Linked DNA regions of Zea mays: region 1 is linked to region 2. Evidence: chromatin contacts called from public Hi-C data. All regions are on one chromosome and are shown on one strand. The core of a region is the stretch at or near the end of the contact, and the rest is flanking DNA. Distances in the headings are between cores, read along the strand shown.

Region 1 (5,090 bases), core at 1,787-4,286, 170 kb after region 2:
GAAAGGACCTATATGGGTTAGTTAGATGGTCTGAATAACACTTATCAGGTCTTAAGTTCAACTCTCCATTTAGGTGGGACAGTCTCTTAATACGATGCCCGTGGCTGTCTTAGCCCCACAATGCGAGTTTTTTGTTTTTGTTTTAAGATCCACTAGATAACTAATGCTTGACAGCAAGCCCTGCAGACAAATTAAGTCACGGTCGTAGCCAGTTCTTAACGATGATGTTTATGAAGGTTCATGCATGTAGTATGTCACGTTCGTCTTGTTCCAGAGGATTTCTAACACGTACATGCTGGCATTGTAGTGATACAGGTGAGATCGAGGGATACAAGATACTACTCTGTATAATAGAGACACTTGCGCCCATTCACTGGATAGTTAACCTAAATACTCCCTCCGTTCCAAAAATAAAATTCGTTTTAGACTTTTATTAGATTCATACAATAATTAATGTACTACCTCCGATTTTTTTTATTTGACGCTCCTTAGTTTAGATTTGAACTGTACAGCGTCAGATATTAACGAACGGAGGGAGTATATGTTTTGGATGTGTCTAGATTCATCATCACCTATTTAGATATAGATATGAAAATCAAGTGCTAAAGCGAATGCTAATTTAGGACGGAGGGAGTATATTTTTTGTTGAGCTTGGGATCAAAAGAGATGACTAATGATTGTTGGATTGTACAGTGTACACTTCCACTACTGCATTTATGGTAACGAAAAGTTCCTTTTTTGTTCATACCCCAGTGTTCCTCACCATCATTCCCATTCACAAGGACACCGCCATCTGTTGAATCATCGGGTTCAACTTCAACAACATCATCCATACTTCCCTCGACTCCGTCATCCTCAGTGACCTGTAGAAATTCATTTGGTGTCAGTGTTGAAGTGAATAAATAGATTGTGTACATTCTCCTAAAAGCTTAAACTTTCGGGTTGAATTAGTTAGCACGTCTATATCAGAGCCAGATGTCTCGAATTCAAATCCTATCAGAGGATTTATTTATGCCTCCATACCCTTATTTCCATGTGTGCACTTGTGCACCTTTCTCTCTGGCTACATGTGAGTGGAGGTGTTGAAGTGTATAATTAGATTGTCTACCTTCTCCTAAAAACTTAATCTTTTGGGTTGAATTGGTTAACACGTCCACTCAAACAGTCAGCATCATGCAGTAACTTAAGAAATTAAAGTAGAAGAGCAATAGAAGCGACCGTGGTAAAAATAATATCAATGCACCAGCAAATATAGCATATGTTTCTGAGCTGATCCCAGCTGTTCCTATGAGTTCAAAGGGATGATCAAAAGACGGAAACCAATCCAACACACAAATTGTGCTAGTAACCAACCCAAATTGTAATACCTCATGAACAGGATCTCCATTATCACTTGGTACTTCTTCCACATTCATACTTTTGAAAACTTCCACAAGGCTGTCATTAGACCTCTCCGCATAAGTCATGTACTCCTCAGCAGGTGGGTAGACACCCCTTTTCAGAAGTCAAAACAAGAAATCGTCAGGATGCAAATTAAAATGAAAGGTACGGAGCATGTATTTAAAACTACACGTCCCGCAACGCATTTATCCAAATGGTCCCATAATCTTTGTTATATCAGAGAAATTTGCAGCACAGGTAAATTTGCTAGGTGGGTGTATGCATGCCATAAATATATGCACCTCACACTGGCTGATGATGGCCCTAACTGAGATGCCACATGGATGCGCTCACTGTCTCAGTTTATCACTCTGAAAAATATTCTCTCATTGCTCCTACTGTCTATCTCTCCAGACTCGAGCACTCCAGCGGTAGCCATAGCTTGGTTTGCTGCTGCTGCTGTTAGTGCATCACTTTCGTGAATGCTGCCTAGGCTTGCGAGCGGTGCCCTCGTGCTCACGGATAATGTACTGGAGCTCGACGGTGAAAGTGTCCGGGAGCCACGAGAGGATCACGTTGTCCATCTGAAGCCAAGATGGGGACAGCGGGGCGACGGCGTCGGCGAGGACGAACCGCCAGAGCGTGAGAAGCACCTGAACACGCCAGCGGTAGTGAGGGGACGCCAGGTCCAACACGACGAACACGAGGGACCGGGTGTTGTAAACACCGACGACCTGAACGTGGAGAGCGGTGATGGTGTCGGTGTCAAGTCCGAAGGCGTGGGGAGCCTCAGGGGCCACCAGAGGTGGCGTAGCACCACGACCGAGGAGGAGACGTTGAGCGATGGCCAGCTGAGTGGTCAAGGCGGCGCCTATAGCATGCTCTTGCTCCCAGGCGAGGGACGCAGCTCGCTCGTGATCTTGAGAGGCGGCCACGACAGCCTGGATGGTGGCGAGAGCCGCAACAAACGTGGAGCATGCGAGCGGAGAAGCCGACGAGGACGCGATGAGGTCAGCCCATGCTGGTTCAGCGAGGGGGGTACGGTGGGCGGGGAAGACGGGAGGGGAGCGTCAGGCGGGCTATGCAGCAGCGAGGGCAGCGGGCGGAGCTCTGGGAAGGGGCCTGAGGTCGACGATGAAGGGGGGCCCATCCCCGATGAGCTTGCTGCAAACAAGGGAGAGGAGGCCGGGGAGGAGGACACCGGCAAAGGCGAGAAGACCCGCGGTGGTGCGCGGGCCGGCGGGGAAGGCGTCTCCCGTGGCTGAGGTGCCCACGGCAGTGGCGTACGGGCCTGCGCCCGCGCCCGTGGCGGCAACGGCGTGGGGCACGCTCGCGCCCGCGGTGGTGACGGTTGGGTGCATGGCCGCGCCAGTGACAACGTGCAGGCCCGTGACCGCTGCTGCGTAGGCGAGGTGGATGCTAGGAAGAGAATTGCGTCTGACGATGCCGAGGACCGCGGTGGCGAGAGTGTCCGTGGCCGGGAAGAGGGTGCGACGAGCGGCGACGTCCATGGCATTGATGGCGCTCGTGCCTGCCGTGTCGTGGTCGAGGGTGCCCACGCCTAGGGAAGAGGAGTCCGCCATGGAGGTCTGGGTGGCGGCCAGAGCAGGGCGACGGTCAGTGAAGGGAAGGGGGCGGCGGCTGGAAGCCGGCCTGGCGGTTGGAGGGGGTGGGGATAGAGATGGCAATGGTACCCGCTACCCGAAACCCGATGGGTTTTTGCTCTATTAGGGTATGGGTTTGGGTCAATTTCTCTACCCACGGGTTTGTTAATGGGTTTAAATGGAAACCCAACGGGTACGTGAGCATGGGTTTGTTCTTCCACTACCCATATCCGCAAACCCATGGGTTTTTAAAACCCGCCTTAAAATCAACATTCCTTATAAATATGTCTCATAATATTATTAATTGAATATGTTCTGATTGAAATAAACTTCATGTAACAAATTTTGAGCTAAAATTAGTTATCACTTTTTCCTTTTATCCTAACTTATTAATATATTGGTTGTCATTTACATGATGAATTATTTTTTATGTTGATGTTAGTGGGTATGTGAAACCCGTTGGGTACCCGAAACCCGCATGGGTATGGGTTTTGGTAAAATTTTATACCCGTCATGGGTATGGGTTTTTTAGCAGGCGTATTTTTTTGTTCGCGGGTATGAGTTTGGGCAAGTAATACCCAGCTGGTTTTTACCCATTGCCATCTCTAGGTGGAGAGGTGGGAGAAGAGAGAAAATTGGAAACCTAGCTTTATACCATGTGAGAAATCCTAAACAAGGTTCTAATAGTGAGAACAACCGCGACCGAGACCGGACCTTAGATCTGTGCTTTGGCGTGGGACAGACGAGGAGATTTTTCTTAACCATATTCTGAAATTCGCTCCCACATGGAGTCGAACCCAGAACCTGAGGAGTGCTACTCAGACCACCTAACCAATTCAGCTAGAGGCCCTTTCACCTCTTAAGTTTCTATTGAAAATGCACAAAATTGATGCATTACTTGTTTAAATCATAGAAGGATACTAAAAGCTTGACAAATTTATTTGAGCTATATAATCCATAAGGACTAACACATACCTCTTGGGAGCAACAGTAGCTTCTACATTCAGAGCAATCTGCCAGTCCTCGAACAGGTTTGGGTACTCAGCAGGATCTGCCAGAGATTCTGCAGCTTTGGAATTCACCTTAAAAGTCACAAAAAGGGGTGATGAACCAGCAATTGCCAATAGCTTGAATAACAGAGCACAGTGTACACATCGGCACAATAAATAAACTACGAAAAACATCAATGCTTTGTATGATTGAAGTTGGTACATACAATTCATCAGCCTAAAGAATTCAGTGTTACATGGTGAATCTCAACTTGATACTGATCTATTTGAAGTAGACAAATTAGAATCCTGAATTTTAACTTTCTAAGCATTCCAAAACAATGCAATCCAGCTTCTCCATAATTCCAAATTTGAACCAAAAGCTGATTTTCCTTTGATATCTAAAATACCGGTAATCGGTGAGCGGTGCTACCATGACATCATGATACATATATGAGTATATAAAGACATTGTTTTAAAACCTTAAGCTCAATGCAATAAGTTACCACCATAAATAAGATAAACATTAGTAAGAAATCATCCATTAACAGTTAAAATATTCCACCCATTAGCTTAATTTTCCAATACTCATATTACTGATAGTTCTGCAGTGGATAGACAGAATAAAGGAAGTGACTATAACACCAGTCAGAAGCCCGCAGAACAATACCAAGCTAATGCATAACGATACCATGGATCTAGCACTGAACGTCTTTTTTATAAGCCTAGGAGTGAGTTTGGTGGGTGTTGTAAGGGTTTCTCCAAACCCCTCTTCTTATCTAAGTTATTAAAACCTGACCTTTTTTAGACGCCTGTCCGCGTTCGGCGGTCTACGTGCCAGTTCTCACGTGACGCGTGTGCGTTGGCCACGTGCGCGTGTCTATGCGTCGGACGCGAAACCTCGATTTCAACGGACGTAAAACCTCCAGGCCACAGCCACACCATCCACACTCCTCTCCCCTCGAACTTCTCGCTCGGACTATCCCACATCGTCCCTCTCGGCCTCCCGAGCGCCGCCGCCTCGAGTTGCTCGCCCCTATATCTCCCTCCCCCGTCCAGCCTGATCGTGCCCATCGCAACCCAGGACCCTGACCTCGGTGACGGCGGACCGGCGATG
Region 2 (5,384 bases), core at 596-3,095:
ATACTCTGGAAGTGTGTACTTCACACCATAGAGAAGAGTTCCCATCAACATTACTAAATAAATTGAATAGGAAGTTAGAGGAGAAGCGTCAAATACGCAGCATGCAATGTTGAGGAAGAATGCATTTCTTTAAGAAAAATACTTAAATACATAGAAACAATTACTGACCCAAAAGTACTTAGATACATAGAACAAATACAAATCCGACAACTCAGAGAATAGTTTCAGTTCTATAAACTATTAGAATAGTTTCGGTAAGCAATGCATAATTGCACATAAGATCCAACAACTCATTGCATATTGATGGCTTCAACGGTTAAATCATGTAAGCACATAAGATAGAATGACCATGAGTTTAGTTGGCAAAAGAGATCTACCTTAATTAATATATTCACCCTATGATGATTTTGTCAACAAAAAGAAGACACAAATATATTCGTTTTCTTAGAACCGTATGGACTTAGATGTCAGGGCCAATCTAATATCTTATGATACTTAATAAACACATCGAGCCAACATGGATATCAATAAAAATATCCCTGTCATTGTTCCTACTAATGTAGAATTATACTCATAATAGTGTTGAGCATGGTATGTCTCAACATAAAAGAAAAAGGGATTATCTTTCATTGCACTTTTATTCTGCTCTTTGTAGTTTTCTTTACTCAGTGAAATAAATTAAATTGGACTGTTCAAGAAGAAAAGAACAAGCTGTGAATACTTTTATGTTGTGATACATATACACTGTAGTGTGTATAAGTAAATGTAAACTTACCAGGAATCATCTTAGAAGATTTTGCCAACACCTGTTCACACCAACAGTAAATTAGTCAGGATTCATATTCAGTTACCAGAAATTGTTATACAATCACATGAAGGACTAGTTTGGGAACTCCATTTTTCCAATGAATTTTCATTTTCCCAAAGAAAAATAAAATAATTTCCCTTAGGAAATAGAAATCACTTGGAAGAAAAAACGGGGTTCCGAAAAGTAACTAATTGTCATTAATCGTTTCCGCCGCTCCGGGACAGTGCATAAAAGTAAAACAACCAAGGAAGGCGACACAGTCACACAGCAAGAACAGGTGGAACCATACCTGAGCCGGGTAGCTGATGTACTTGAGAGCCTCGATCCCCATGGTCGGCCCGATGGTATTGGTGACGCTGACGCCCCAGTACTTCCATATCGGTGCGCTGCCATTGGAGCTACTCCCGCCCGACCACAGCTTAATCACTTGAAAAGCACGCAGAAGTCAGAAACCCTCGTATGCGGGCCACCCAGTCACCCACAATGCGACGGAATTGATCACCACGAGCCCACTACGCTGCACGAATTGCAATTAGGCAACTACGCGGCGCCAGAGGAAGGTAGAGGGCGCTCACTTATGAAGGACCAGACGAAGCAGATGACGTTCTGCGCGAAGTTGAGGAACGCGAGGTGCTCGAACCGCCGCGCATCCGGCCCGAACCGCTTCGTCGATCTGAACCACCGGCGAGCAAACTCACCAAATTGACCCCGGCTTGTCTAATTGTGTAGCGGACTTCGGACAGCAATTAGAGAGGGGGGGGGGCTTACAGAGTCTCCTGGAGGACGCCCTGGTAGATGTAGGCGGACCAGATCCCTGCGACACAGAAGGCGAGGACGGCCACGCGCCCCGCCATGCTCCCGCCGCCGATGCCGCGGTCGCGGGGGCGGGGACGGACGACGCCGTTGGCGCCGTCGCCACGGCCCCGGCGCGCAGCGGCCATGGTGTCGATTCTCCGGCCGTTGTCGGCGAGGGATCAGCAGAATCAGCACAAGTGGGGGTTCGATGCGCGGTGGACCGGTGGTCGCCGAGTGGAAGCGGGGGCGCGTGTTATGTAGGAGCCCAACGTAACAGGGGGGAAGAGAGAAGAGCGCGTAAGAGAGGTGACGTGGCGTAGAGCGATTGGACCGAGCATGCCAGGACAGACGCCCGATTGGCTAGATGGCGTGGAAGGGTGACGGCCGGAGGCCGGAGTAGGATGATAGTGGCCTAGTGGGTAAAGTACATTAGCCATAGATGAAATTGGCATGCTCTGTAATTAGAACGGCCAAACAGATCATCGAACTTTATCAGCTCATACAAAATCATCTAAAACCAGGTTTACAAACCGGATATTGACGTGGCATACCATGTCGGAGTCATTTGGGGTCTCTAACTTAACATGTTGTGTCACTTGGGTCCCTAAACTTGAATGCTATGTGAACTTTCATTAGTGTGCTCTAATATGGCACGACATATGTTTATTTGTATCATAATGACAAAGCTTAAAAGTTGGATGAGCGACAAAAAAATCCAAACCAAGTTAACAAAATACACTATTGTGAAGTGATACCTTGGATTATGCTTAGTTTTCATTTGTTTTTAAATTTATCATCAATACTAAGAAAGGAGAGAGTGAAAGGTTGTTGCTTTTATTTTGGTGAATGAGTGATAACTTAGGTGGATTAATATGTTTTTATGTTGAGATACACAAGATTTGGTCCACATGTACACTAACGTGAGTAATTGTAACACCCTGAATTTGGTGTATACAATTTCTTTTCTAAATGCCTACCAAATTCAGGTGTTATCTCTAGTCTCTCTCTAGTCTCTCTCTCTTTCTTTTGATTAGAATTAAGTTAATTAAGTGAGGGTTTAATATTTATTTATTTTGTCAAAACTATGTAAGTCATGAATTGTTGCATCATGTTGAACCTAAAATATTCTTTTGTTTGATGCACATGTTTGAGATTATTTGATTTGAATTGGTGTTTGAACTTGATTTGAATCCATAAAGGAAATAAAATAGAAAAGCAATTAGAAATTACAGGAAAAAAGAAAATGCCAATTCGGCCCAACTAGCCCAAGCCAGCCCAGCCTCGCGCGCGCCCGCCTTCTTTGACAGGCGGCCCCCGCTTGTCAGCGCCGTCCCACGCCCTCTCTCACTTCTCTCTCTCTCTCTCGCTACCCAGTGGGGCCAACTTGTCGGCGCCAAACTCCTCCGTGCACGCGCACTTTCTCTCACTGTCCCGCGGGGTCCGCTTGTCAGCCTGGCCACCCGTTCGTTCGCCCGTTCTCGCTGACCCGTGGGTCCCATCTGTCGGACTTGTCCTCCCTGAACCGCCCGCGCGCGACCCGCATGTCGCCGTGGACTCCGCGCCCACTACGCACACCGAGGTCGCGCCCCATCCCCACCCCGGCCTTTTTCTAGCTGCCCAGTACCCACTCGCCCTCCTCTTCCTTCACTCGTGCACTCACAGCCCTCAGCACTCGCCTCGCACCACGCGCACACCCAGGGAGCTCCGCCGCCGTTAGTCGTGGTCTCGCGCCCGTTCTGCGGTCGCCGTCGAGCCCTCGCCGTGTATGTTGCCTCGGTGAGCTTCGCCTTGTCACCCGCAATCCGGGACACCTCTCGGTTCGTCCCCTCCCCCTCTGTTTGCCTCGGTCCACACTCACCGGTTTTCTCTCTACCCCGCCGCCGCTCCGCCGCCGTCAACCCGTGTCCTCGTCGTGCCCCGGACGCCATTTGTGAGTCCCTGAGCCTTCTCTCAAGGTAACTGATCTAACCCCGCCCCTAATTTCCCCCGTCATGCACTTAGTCGTGCGCGATAGCTCGCCTAAGTTTTCCTTGGTACGCCGAGGACTCCCCCTCCGTCGTCCAGTCGCCTCAGCCCCTTTCCTGCTATCCCGACCCCGCCATAAGATTCGTTGGGTCCTCCCCAACCTTTCTAGTAACCCAGACTGACCCCTAGCGCCCTAGGAGCCCCAGTCTACCTCATCTCCGGTAGTTGCGCAGCCGCAGGCGCGTATGGCGCCGCCCCTGGCCGGTAAAACCCCTGGCGCCCATCCTAACTGCTTGATTCTGATCTGACGGCCCGTATTCACGGATAATGGTTCATGTGGTTCGTGGAACCAGAGCTGTCAATCTAAGATACAGCGGCCAGCGCGCCTCGTGCCCTCGGCATACTGCTGGTACGTGGGCCCCACGTGTCAGCGTCTCAAACCCCCCAAGCTTACCTGTCAGCGCCCGCCGCGCGTCCGCGCGTGCTCGCGCTCGGATTTAATCTCGACCGTTGATTTAAGATCTGACGGTTGAGCAGATCCTAGTGAAGGCAAGTGTCCTCTGACCTATTATGTCCTACTTACTTTATAATTCACCGTCCCGCATTATTTTATTGAAGCCTAAGGATTGACTAGTTTGTATTTACCTTATCCTTGTTTACCTTTTGGGTTATCATGGTTAGCTTTATTTTATTGCTTTAACTTAATCAACGAACATGATGTGAATATTTATGATACAATGATGGTATCCCGATGATGATCTTGTAATACTTTAGGGGACTCAGGCTGTTTCCGGAGTACCTCTCTGTAAGGACCTGTTCGTTGAGTGATCACTCGGGATAACAGTACAACCATGAGGGTGGAATGGAACGCCATTAGATGATTAATTAGAGGAACTTGGGGTGTAGTTGGCTTCGCCGTAGGGTCGTCAATGGGGTCCGGGCATAGTACTTTCTCTGGCGAGGTTGGTTGCTGAGGTTCTTTCGATTCGATTTTGTTAGTCACCCTTCCTATGGGGAGAAGTACTATGTTTATCAAACTGGAGAAACCTAACGGGCGACTATGACCTCTGGAGAATCTTTGTAAAGGCAACATAGTGAGACCCTCCCAGGTCACCTTGGTAGTGATCAATGGGGAGTCATGATCTCCAGGCAGAACAGGAATCACGACTCGTGGGTAAAGTGTGCAACCTCTACAGAGTGTTAGAAACTGGTATATCAGCCATGCTCACAGTTAAGAGTGGCCTTTGGATCCTCTTTAATTAGAAGAACTTTGGATATTTTTATGATGATGTTTAACAATGATAGTTATAATTATGATCTCTAGTATTTCCTCTTGGAGGGAGTACATTTGGGTAATAACTAGGTTTATTACTCAAATTTGGCTCTACTATTAGTAATAAATACTTGACCAACTAAAAGTAACTGTTTAACCTTAACTCCACATACAGCGAGTCCACTTTAGCCAAACGGGACATTTGCTGAGTACGTTGATGTGTACTCACCCTTGCTTTAAAAATAACCCCCACCCTAAGTTGTCCCCACTGTATTCAGTGCTCAGGAGGAGATGTAGGAAACATGGAGGACTTTGAGGAGTTCTAGGACTACGACGAGTTCTAGTTATCTTAGTGGCAAACCCCCAGTCTACTGCCTGTGAAGGCCTTATCTGCTACGTTTCGTATTATGCACTTTGATAATGTTAATGACTATGTTATAGATTCTATGGATGTTTTGGACACCTTGATGTAATAAAGTACCTTTTTGCTATTTACTTTGAGCAATGTGTGATGATGTCCAATTACGTAATCGTCGTGTACGT

What was found. Hi-C and Micro-C count contacts between places; a contact is called where the count stands out from the background.
Region 1: a contact with region 2 is called in a Hi-C map of ear, with 3 times the contacts expected there. The contact joins the enhancer-like site here to the promoter of LOC100216965 in region 2. A contact is called at or near these places in 12 of 25 Hi-C or Micro-C datasets (bundle sheath, ear, endosperm and 4 more).

Annotation. Positions count from the first base shown.
Region 1 is chr9:93,335,950-93,341,039 of Zm-B73-REFERENCE-NAM-5.0, forward strand. It overlaps LOC100383405 (putative coatomer beta subunit family protein), which reads right to left. Exons shown (of 25, transcript NM_001362077.1): 22 at 3,960-4,066; 23 at 1,368-1,494; 24 at 749-863. Among protein-coding and RNA genes, the nearest start is that of LOC100383405, 21 kb to the right of the region's middle. Within about 2 kb of position 3,037, at least 7 of the 20 cell types and tissues checked have an H3K27ac peak or open chromatin away from gene starts, as enhancers often do. A contact at or near this core is called in ear and root tip, where this site is marked.
Region 2 is chr9:93,169,021-93,174,404 of Zm-B73-REFERENCE-NAM-5.0, forward strand. It overlaps LOC100216965 (solute carrier family 35 member B1), which reads right to left and starts at 1,846. Exons shown (of 7, transcript NM_001143346.1): 1 at 1,577-1,846; 2 at 1,384-1,481; 3 at 1,098-1,234; 4 at 776-806; 5 at 1-53. The coding sequence starts at 1,749.